Linked DNA regions of Mus musculus: region 1 is linked to region 2. Evidence: chromatin contacts called from public Micro-C data. All regions are on one chromosome and are shown on one strand. The core of a region is the stretch at or near the end of the contact, and the rest is flanking DNA. Distances in the headings are between cores, read along the strand shown. Region 1 holds the start of Exosc10 (exosome component 10). Region 2 holds the start of Disp3 (dispatched RND transporter family member 3).

Evidence for each region. A called contact is a pair of places that touch in the nucleus more often than the background predicts.
Region 1: a Micro-C map of embryonic stem cells shows a contact between it and region 2, with 3 times the contacts expected there. The contact joins the promoter of Exosc10 here to the promoter of Disp3 in region 2. A contact is called at or near these places in 1 of 39 promoter capture datasets (stem cell-derived epiblast-like cells) and 1 of 484 Hi-C or Micro-C datasets (embryonic stem cells).

Annotation. Positions count from the first base shown.
Region 1 is chr4:148,556,369-148,561,418 of GRCm38.p6, forward strand. It overlaps Exosc10 (exosome component 10), which reads left to right and starts at 2,051. Exons shown (of 25, transcript NM_016699.3): 1 at 2,051-2,210; 2 at 3,180-3,316; 3 at 4,645-4,768. The coding sequence starts at 2,100. Mtor (mechanistic target of rapamycin kinase) reads left to right here. Exons shown (of 58, transcript NM_020009.2): 57 at 1-4; 58 at 477-1,317. The coding sequence ends at 492.
Region 2 is chr4:148,284,558-148,289,411 of GRCm38.p6, forward strand. It overlaps Disp3 (dispatched RND transporter family member 3), which reads right to left and starts at 3,408. Exons shown (of 21, transcript NM_001083342.1): 1 at 3,166-3,408.

The DNA of each region.
Region 1 (5,050 bases), core at 801-3,300, 270 kb after region 2:
GCTGGTGAGTGAGCCTGCAGAGGAGCCTCCTCAGCCAGGCATGGTGGGCATGCCCTTACTCCCCAGCACTGGGCACGCAGAGGCAGGCAAAACTCGAAGTTTCAGTACAGCCAAGGCTATAGTGGTGAAACCATGTCTCAAAAATATCTGAGAATGCTCCTTGTCTAACGGGAAACTGAGAGCTGTGATCTGTATCTGGAAGTCACAGCTGCTTCAGAGCTACAGTTTAGAATGGGCAGGTGTGTGACTTTCTGTGGTGGCTTTAGATTTTTGTTGTCACTCCTGAGATGTAGAAGGGCACAGGAAGAGTCAGAGCAATGACTAGAGAGAAAAAGGGAAGAAGAAGATTGGTAATCCTGTAATCGAGTCTGGGCAGAGAGATCTCTGGGAGCTCAGGCCCGTTAGCCCTTGACTAGTGATACTGACTGAGTCCCACGGGGCTCTGACTGACCGTCCCCTTTCTGTCACCTTCCTAGGTGTCCCTTCTGGTAACTGAGGCCTGGAAAACCACGTCGTCTCCTCCCAGGCTTTAGTACCTTGTCTGTGCTTCCAGTGGACTAAAACCATGGACAGACAGTTGGACTTGTTAAATATTTTGAAATGTATATGAAAAGAACTACTGTATATTCAAAGTTGGCTTCCGCCAACCTCCTAGCTGCTGTTGAAAAGACACTGTCAGAAACACAAGGCTTGATTCAGTTCCCAGGACAGTGAAACACAGTAATCCTTCAGAAGCCAAGCCTTGGATTTTGGGAGAACAGAAGATGGGTAACTGAGAAATACGGGTTTTGACTTAACTTACAAGAAAACTCATCATAAACATTGCTGACAGAATAATCCAGTTGGTCCTCTCAACCAGGGGCTCCAACGGCAAGGACACAGAGGTCGGCACTCCACTATCCTGTTACCTCACCCGTCCCTGGATGCAGTGGCGACATTTGCAGGATGGGCCAACATGGCTAAGAGAGTCTGTCTTCCGCCTGACCCCACGATGCTGAAACTCACAAGACCTGCCCTTCCAGGAGGACATTTGTTCAGAAGCCTGGCCACCGGGCATGAGCAGGTGTGCCAAGGATCTCCATGCGGGGCCACACTGGCTCTACTGTGTTCAGTGAGGGAGGGATATGCTGTATTTGCAGCAGGGACTCAGAACATAAATGCTGATCACAGAGGGACACACTAGAGCAGGTTGTGAGTTATAAGCAAAGTAAATATCCAACTAAATACACAAAGTATAAAGTAAAGCCACATCTAGACACCACGTTGTATCTGAGTAAATTTTGTGCCAATAAATGACATCAGAATTTTAAAAGCATATATGTGTATGACTGGCTTTCTGTTCATCATTTTGTAAATTCTGTTATTGGGCTTTGGATTAAACTCAGTGGTGAGCCACTGACTAACAGGCACAGGAGCTAACACCATTACATTCCAGCACTAGACAGGCAACCATGGGTCTCTTGAGTTTCAGGACTACACAGAAAACCCTGTCATAATAAACGAGAATACATACATACATACATACATACATACATACATACATACATACACACACACACACATAGGCGTGTCACTTTATCAGTATGGCACATGTATGTATGTGTATGGGTGCCCATGTCAGCCAGTTGAAGTCATCTGCTCCCTTGGAACTGGAGTTACAAGTGGTCATGAACTTCAAGCCTGCGTGCTGTGGTCCTCTTTAAAAAAAAACAGCGAGTGTTCTTAACTGCTTCAAAACCTCCCTTCCCTCCCTCGCCCAATGTTTTAAACAAATTGGAAAAACCCAATCCTAACGTGGTTTTGCACGTCTTTAATCCCAGCACTTGAGTGGATGAGGCAGGCGGATCGGAGGTGAAGAGCTAGCTTTAAATGTGATTTTGATTGTACCCTCCCTCCAGTTCTCAGGCGAGGCCACAGGTTTGTTAGGATACAGCGTGAAATCAAAGAAAAGCCTAAATTTCCCCATCGTTAAGGCAAGACCCACAAAGCTACGCTACTTGGTGAGGGGTGGGGGGAGGATTTAACCGCGCGCATGCGTGTTACGCCCGCCTCGGGCAGCCGGAACAATCTCGCGAGAAGAGCCGCCCTAGGACGGAAAAATGGCGCCTCCCAGTCCCCGGGAGCATCAGTCCGCGCCGGCGACCAGTGCGACCAAGCCTGACGCGGAGATGGTACTGCCTGGCTTCCCCGATGCAGACAGCTTCGTAAAGGTGAGTTCGCGGGCCCTGGGGCTCCCCAGGAGCCCCCTGTTCTGGCCGGAAACGGGTCTGAGGCTACGGGCTTCCGGCGCCCGTCACGGCGGCCTGACGGCGCGCACGGAGAGCGGGAGAGGAGGGCTCCGCGCTTCCGGTGTGAGCGCGTGTGGCTTCGCGTGTCGAGCCGTGTCCGCGGCCTCGGAGGGGCGTCCTTGTCACTACCTCTCCCGAGGGGCCCGACAGCTGGGAGACGCTCCCTCCCATTGCTCACCCCGCTGCTGCCCTGACGTCCGTTACCCCAATCTCGTGGGTTGACTGTCCCCCGTCACGGGTGACATCAAGCCTCTCCAAGTGTCAAAGGACCTCTTGAGAAGGAGCATAGAGTTTTTTTTTTTTTAATTTATTTAAAGTCTTTGTTCACAAAATTCATGATGCTGTCATTAGGCCTTCACACCTCCCATCTGCCGGGGTCCCCCAACCGTAAGATCATTTTCATTGATGGCCTTGCTGCAAGCAATCTATGTAGACATTAACTTCAAAGTAAATTGCGATCCTCTTGTTAGTTTAAAAAAATATATTATTTTCGTCGCTAATTTGTAACAGTAATTTTGCTACCGTTATGAATCATAATGTAAGCAGGCAGGGTATTGGTGGGTCTGTGACCCATTATTTATCAACGACAGCTGCTTCTGATTGTTTACCCTTAACTACCTCACAACAGTCTTATCGAAAGCACTGGATATAAAATGGTCATCTGAGTGGGGTGGGAGTGGTGCACACCTTTAATCCCAGCACTTGGGAGGCAGAGGCAGGCGGATCTCTGTATGTCTGAGCCCATCCTAACCCAGGTCCTGTAAGAGAAGTGCTAAGCGCTCTTTTAACACTGAGTCTCTCCAGCTCTTGTGAGGTTTTTTTTTTTTATTTATTTCTGTTGAATGGACAGGAATCCGTGTCTAAAATGTGTCTTTTTCTCTGGATTTTCAGTTTGCACTTGGGTCGGTAGTGGCAGTTACCAAGGCATCCGGGGGCCTGCCACAGTTCGGTGACGAGTATGATTTTTACAGAAGTTTCCCTGCCTTCCAGGCATTCTGTGAGACACAAGGAGACAGGTTACTGCAGTGGTAAGTTTATTACGTTGATTGAAAGAAAGAGGGGCTGGAGAGATGGCTGAGCGGTTAAGAGCACTAACTGTTCTTCCAAAGGTCCAGAGTTCAAATCCCAGCAACCAACCACGTGGTGGCTCACAACCATCTGTAATGAGATCCAATGCCCTCTTCTGGTGTGTCTGAAGACAGCTACAGTGTACTCACCTATAATAAATAAATAAATCTTAGAGAGAGAGAGAGAGAGAGAGAGAAGAGAGAGAGAGAGAGAGAGAGAGAGAGAGAGAGAGAGAGAGAGAGAGAGAGAGAGAGAGAGAGAGAGAAAGAAAGAAAGAAAGAAAGAAAGAAAGAAAGAAAGAAAGAAAGAAAGAAAGAAAGAGGAAGAAAGGAAGAAAGAAAAGATTTTCCTGAGGGTCACATACCTCAGCGGTTGGGAAGTAATGAGAATGGTTGGGTTTCTGGGTCTGAATTCCGGTACCAACCAACCACAAAAAAACAAAACAAACAAAAAAAAAAAGCACTGCTAAAGGCCAGTGAACATAGGATAATCGCATGGCCTCTGGTTGTTAAGAGAGCATACATGGAGCCCGGGCTAGCCTGGAACTTGCTATGTAGACCAAGCTGGCCTTGAAAATCTTAGAGATCAACCTTTCCCTACCTCTTGAGTGCTAAAATAGATATGTGCGCCATCACAGCCAGCATGATCTATGATCGTTAAAAATAAATTAGGGGCCAGCAAGATGATTCAGTAGGCAAAAGTCACCTAATTCTAAGCCTGACAGCATGAATTGAACCCCTGCGACTCTCAGGATGGAGCGAGCAAGCTTCTGCAAGTTGTCCTCTGACCTTTACACATGGGCAGGGGAACTCACACATAGATGTACACATTGTTTGTTTGTTTAAATCGTCTTTTGCTGTGTGTGGTGACTCACACCTTTAATCCCAGCACTAGGGAGGCAGAGGTGAGTAGGTCTCTGAGTTAAGGCCAGCGTGGTCTATAGAGTGAGTAGAACAGCCAAGGCTACGTGTTTCTCATCTGTTAATTGTTGGGGGAAATTACCTTAAAGTTATTATTTTATTGAGACTAGGTCTAACTCACTAAATTGCACAGGTTGGCTTCGAACTCACTGGGCCCAAGCCTTCCGTGAAGGCAGTATCACAAGTCTACACCACCAGGCCTGGTTTTGGGTCTTATGTCTGAAACATTGCTGTGAGGATATACATTTTATTAATTTCATCCAGACTGCTGGGAAGCCTGTGATCCGAGCCCTTTGTGGTGTTTTCCCAGACAGTGGATTGGTAGAGTAAAGCAGACATGCTAACCTTGGTTTTCCTCTCTTCCTTAGCATGAGTCGGGTAATGCAGTACCATGGCTGTCGCAGCAACATCAAAGACCGAAGTAAAGTGACTGAATTGGAGGACAAGTTTGATTTATTAGTCGATACCAATGACGTGATATTGGAGAGAGTGGTGAGTGCCTCCTGTCCACATAAGTAAACTCAGACAGAAAGCTCAGATATCAAAATGCAAGGAGAAACCCCAGTGTTACGGAAAATGGAGTAAGTGTAGCCCGGCCTAGCGGCCATACCTATGTCTCAGCACTGGAGAAGCAAAGGCAGGTGGGCCTCTGAGTTCCAGACCAGCCTGCTCTACACAGTAAGACCTCTCTGATAGGGAGATGGGTGGGTGGGTGGGTGGGTGGATAGATAGATGGACATTTTCATTACATGGATGGGCACGTGCTCCTGAGTG
Region 2 (4,854 bases), core at 2,158-4,657:
TCTATTCCGGGCTGCTGCTGCTCTTTTTATTTATTTTTCTCTGGGATATTGGTGCTTTGGAATCTAGCTTTGGAGGGTGTTTTGACAGACTTTGATGCCTCTTATGCTCCATGGGCAGAAACAGGCTCCAGTGGGGGGAGGGTGGGCAGCGAGAGGGAGGGTTTCAGATGACAAGCCCCCTCCCTCGCTTGCTCACTCGGCTAGGACAGGGACAGTGATTCTCACTGCCCACACTTGAGCACGTTGGAAAGGGAGCACCGAGGGGGAACTGCTGGGGAGATGACTTCAAAGAGGAGAGAAAGGATCTGGAGATAGAGAACCAAGCTTCCAGTTAAAATGCTTAGGCTGTCGGGTATCAACACCAAGGCTCTTACTATCAGCTCCTATGCCACTGCCATGACCATCATGTTGGGGTAACTATATTTATAACCAGTGGTGGGTGGGTGGTTCCCTTGGGGAGCCCGCCATCTCTCTAGGCACCTCACTTTTCAGCCCTCAAATCAAGACACTGTGAGAAGCAGCCTAGCCAAATGGTGCCGAATCCTGTCTTCCTCAATGTGCAGATCAAGAGCAGCCTGCTTGGTTGAGTCCTAGAGACTCAAGGCTGATTGTCAAAATCATACCGACTGGTGATCTATCTTAGACAGTCCCTTCTGCAAGACCATGCGTCTGGGGACAAGGACCGTCAACCCAGCAACTCCATCTGCCTTTATGGCCAGGTGTTCAGGGTAGTTGGGGACATCCTCATTTCCAGAAACAAGAGCTTGGCACAGTGGATAGATACACAGACAGCCACATCAGTGCCTGCCTCCATGGAAACCGGGCCTGAGCGGTGTGATGTAAGAAAATTACTTGGCATCTCTGGTCCTATTAAGAAAATGAACTGAGCCTCCCTCACTCAGGAACAAGGTGTCTTTAGCAGAGGTGAGGAGTTCTCAGGAAGCAGTGGGAGGCACCATAACCTTTGTGAGTTACAACCCTGGTTTCAAGCTCATTCAAGTTGGGACATTCACTATAGAGTCAGCACTCTTCATAATCAAATCCAAAAGCAGTCCCATGGGCAGCCCTGCATAAGCTGAGAGTATGGCGGAAGTCTGTCCAGGGGAACACTGGGCACCTGTGACCAATTAAAACCAGAGTCTAGGAATCCCCATTTCTGGTTCATTTCTCCCTCAACTCTCCTTTCTTCCTTTTCTCAAGCCTTTCCAGGGTTTTAAGGATAACAACAAGAGAGTGTCAGAGGGCAAGCTGGGCTATGGGTCTGGATCCTTCAAAGCGACAGCTCTGGGCGGGGGGGGGGGGGGAGGCTGAAGGGGCAGTGATGATGAGGCTCCCTGTGACCCCAGTACTATCTCTCGATCTCCAGGTTCTGAGGCCCCCTGAGACACTTTCCTGAGGCTCTGGCCCTGGAAAATTTCCCAAGATTGTCAGTAAAAGCTGCCGAAGCTATTGGGCAGAGAGAGGCAAATATTCAGAGAGGCAGGATCGGGTGGATGGAAACTGCAGATGAGGAAGCAAACCAGAGTCGATGGTGCCCCAAGGGCCAGTGGTGCCAACATGGGTGTCAGAGCACAGACTCCAGCAAAGGAAAGTCAGGAAAAGGAACGAAGGCGGCCAGAAAGGATGATGGACGGGAAAGAGCAAAGGGTGTGCATTTGAAAGATAACCCTGGGAAGGAGAACAGCCAGCAAAGAGCACTAGCAAAGATTGCAGACCCTGGAGGCAGAAGATATGCCAGGAAGAGGTCTGAGTGGTCATGGGGGCGAAGAGTCTGAAATGGACACTGAGCTTCAAACCAAGACTGTAAGGCGCCTGCCTGCCTGCCTGCCTGCCTGGCTGGGCTGCTGCCCGGAGCTTCCCTTGAGCCTAACAGCTGCTTCTCTCCTTTTGGCAGATACTCTGATTCGGGGAGGTCTGCAGTAGAAGAGGAGGGGGCTGATTGAGCCTGTGTGTTTGTGTGTGTGCACGCCAGTGTCTGTGACCCACACAGCCTGAGCTCCTGCATGTCATGAGGTATCAGCGAGGGTCCTAGGCAGTGGTCTCTGGTGTCCGGTTTATTTTAGCATCCTCCAGCGAGAGCGTGAAGAGGGATGAGTCCTGGCCCACAAACTGGGGCTTGTGGGAAGATTAGGCTTGTCCACGTGGGAGTGAATCCTGGGTCTCTGTGTGCATTGTGTGCGCCTACGAGCCACGATGGGAATATATTTATCAGAAAGGAGTGTGGATTTGTGCGTGGAGTGTTCACGAGTGCTCTATACATAGTGTGTGTGTGTACTTCATTTGTGTGTGGAGCTTGGGGCTGGTGGGTTCAGTGCGCTGTCCGAGGTACTGACCGAGAGTGCAACCAGACTAGCACCCGCACCCAGACTCAGGAAGCATCCCTGTACCAGACAGAGATCCAACAGAGGAAGCCTCCGGGGAGGCGTCTCCTAGGAGAGTTGGGAAAAGTCCTCCCAGCGGCAGGGCTAGCTCTCGGGACTCGCCGCCACTCGTGCTGGTCATCTTTTCCTGACTGTGCTCCACGGCTACTCAGATGCCACCCCATCACAGTCCTTATGGATGTTCTGGGTCGACCCAGGGACCCTCTAGCGCTCCACTTCCATCGCCTGCCTGAGCTTCAGAGGTCCTGGCTGGCACGCAGCGGCACCTGCAGCGGGTTCACCGCAGCCCAAGACTCAAAGAAGGTCCCACCAAGCGCGTGAGTGCGCTCAAGTAGGGGGCAGCTACAGGGGCCATCGTTACCTTTTCCTGTTCCCTCCCTCCTCTGAAGTCCCGGCGGACAGCCGGATTTGGGATGGCTTCAGGCTGACGCTCAACTTTTATGAACCCAGACAGACACCTACCGAGACGAGCAGGGGTATGGAGATAGGGAGCCAGGATGATTCTGGACATTAAACACGCTCCCGCAGACCGAAGCTGCAGCCCGTCCCCAGCGTGTTGGTGCAAGCTTCGGGGGCGCAGGGACAAGCTCTGAGATCTGAACTCTGTCCCATTAGCCGGCTTTCTCAGGGCGTTGAGGCCGGGGGTGGCCTGAGAGCGAGAGAACTTCCCGCACTCCCCCCTCTCCCCGCCCCCAGACCGGGCGCATGTGGCACGTTAGACCCTTCCCCTCTCCAGAGTAGCGCATCCCCAGTCCCGATGGCGCCCAGGGGCAGTCTCACTCACCTCGCTGGCTGAGCCGAGCTAGGCTGATACACGGGTGCCGCAGGGGTTAAGGGGCTTCGGCCACCCCGCGGCGAACACTTGTCCCTTGAGGGTAATTTCAGGAGGAAAGGTCCTCAGAGCTGTAGGAGGCCAGCGGCCCCCAAGCTCCGCTCGCTGGCGAGCAGACCGCCGCCAGGTCCGTGACAACTACGTCCCCAGCGCGCACGCGAAGCACTCGCCGCCGCCGCCGCCGCCGCCGCCGCCGCCGCCTTTTATCTGCTGCCCGCCTTTGTTTGGGTCCCGGTTCCTACCACGGGGTGCGGGGGTGTCCCGGGCAGCCTTTAGAGTCGCGCCTCCCCCCGTCCACTGGCGCCTCCAGCATCAGCGCCTGCGGGCTCTGCGTCACCGTCCGGCTTAGGCTTGCTCTCCGCCGCGCGCTGCTGTCTCCCGATTCCGCCGCCAGGCGCCGCCCTGGCTGCCGCTCCCCCTGCGGGAGCCGCGTGGTGGTACAGCCAGCTTCCCGTGTTGGCGAGCAGGGACTGAGCACAGCGCAGCGACCCCTGGGGGTCAGTCTTAGTCTCTGCAAACGGACCTGGCCATGCCCCCTACTGGCCCCCGAGGTTTCTGGGCACCCAGGCCTTTCCCAGGCGTGCGCTCCTGCTGGCTTCTCTCAGCCCCATCTGCCCAGCCTTGGCACCTCACCAGCCTGCTGGACACTCGAGGGCATCCCCGGGTGCCCTCCGGAGGTGGTTGCCAAGCCCAGGCGCCTGGCACCATCTCTTCCTCCCTCCTCTATTCACCTCTCTGGCAGCAGAGCCCAGAGCTCTGCCAGCCCCTGGGACCAGGCACTCGTCCAGTAACAGCAGAAGGTCCGCCTGACACCCCCTGCTGAAAAGATACCCAAAGAAGAAAGAGCCTAGAAACCAAGGCTATCCCTGGTTTCATTTCTCTTTCAGTGCTCCAAAGACATTGGCCTTGATGTCACCCAAGGAGAGCCAAGGGAACCCTCAAAAGGACCTGGCGCCAGCCTCCCGCTGCAGGAGGGACATCACTGCCGGCTGAGAGGCCACCCAGATGATTATGACACGGACCAGGAAGATAAGCATGTAAGCCACAATCTTGGCCTTCAAGAAGTCCCCATTCTATACAAGAGAATGCAGGATCATTATGAAATAAAAATACCGAAAGCCCCTAGCTCTTTGCTGTGTAGCCCATGCCCCCATCTATATTTTTGAAAGAGGAAACCTAGGGGCCTGGGAAATGGCTTAGCAGGTGTTTGCTGCCAAGCCTGACAACCGGAGTTCAGTCTCCAGGGCAAACTCACTTCTGCGAGCTGTCTTCTGACTTCCACTCGTGCCCTGTGGTACACATGCACATCCCCTCCAAACACACATGCCATACATACATACATACGTACATACATACATACATACATACATAGTTTTAATTAAGAGGGCAGTTTGGGAGTTCTCTGAACCCCTCTCACTTTGGGGTTCTACAGGAAAATCCTGTACCACCCGTCCAGCTTTCTCAAACACAGTCCCTGGGGACTGCATTCACTGGCTGGCGGTCAGGTGGACATTTAGCTACTTATGACCCTGGATGCCCCGGAACTCATCTGTGCAGATGCAAATGACCAGAGCCAATGTTTCTACCCAGGTGTTCTCGTCCCTGCACCACATACTCAGAAATGGTTTTTCAGGGGACCCA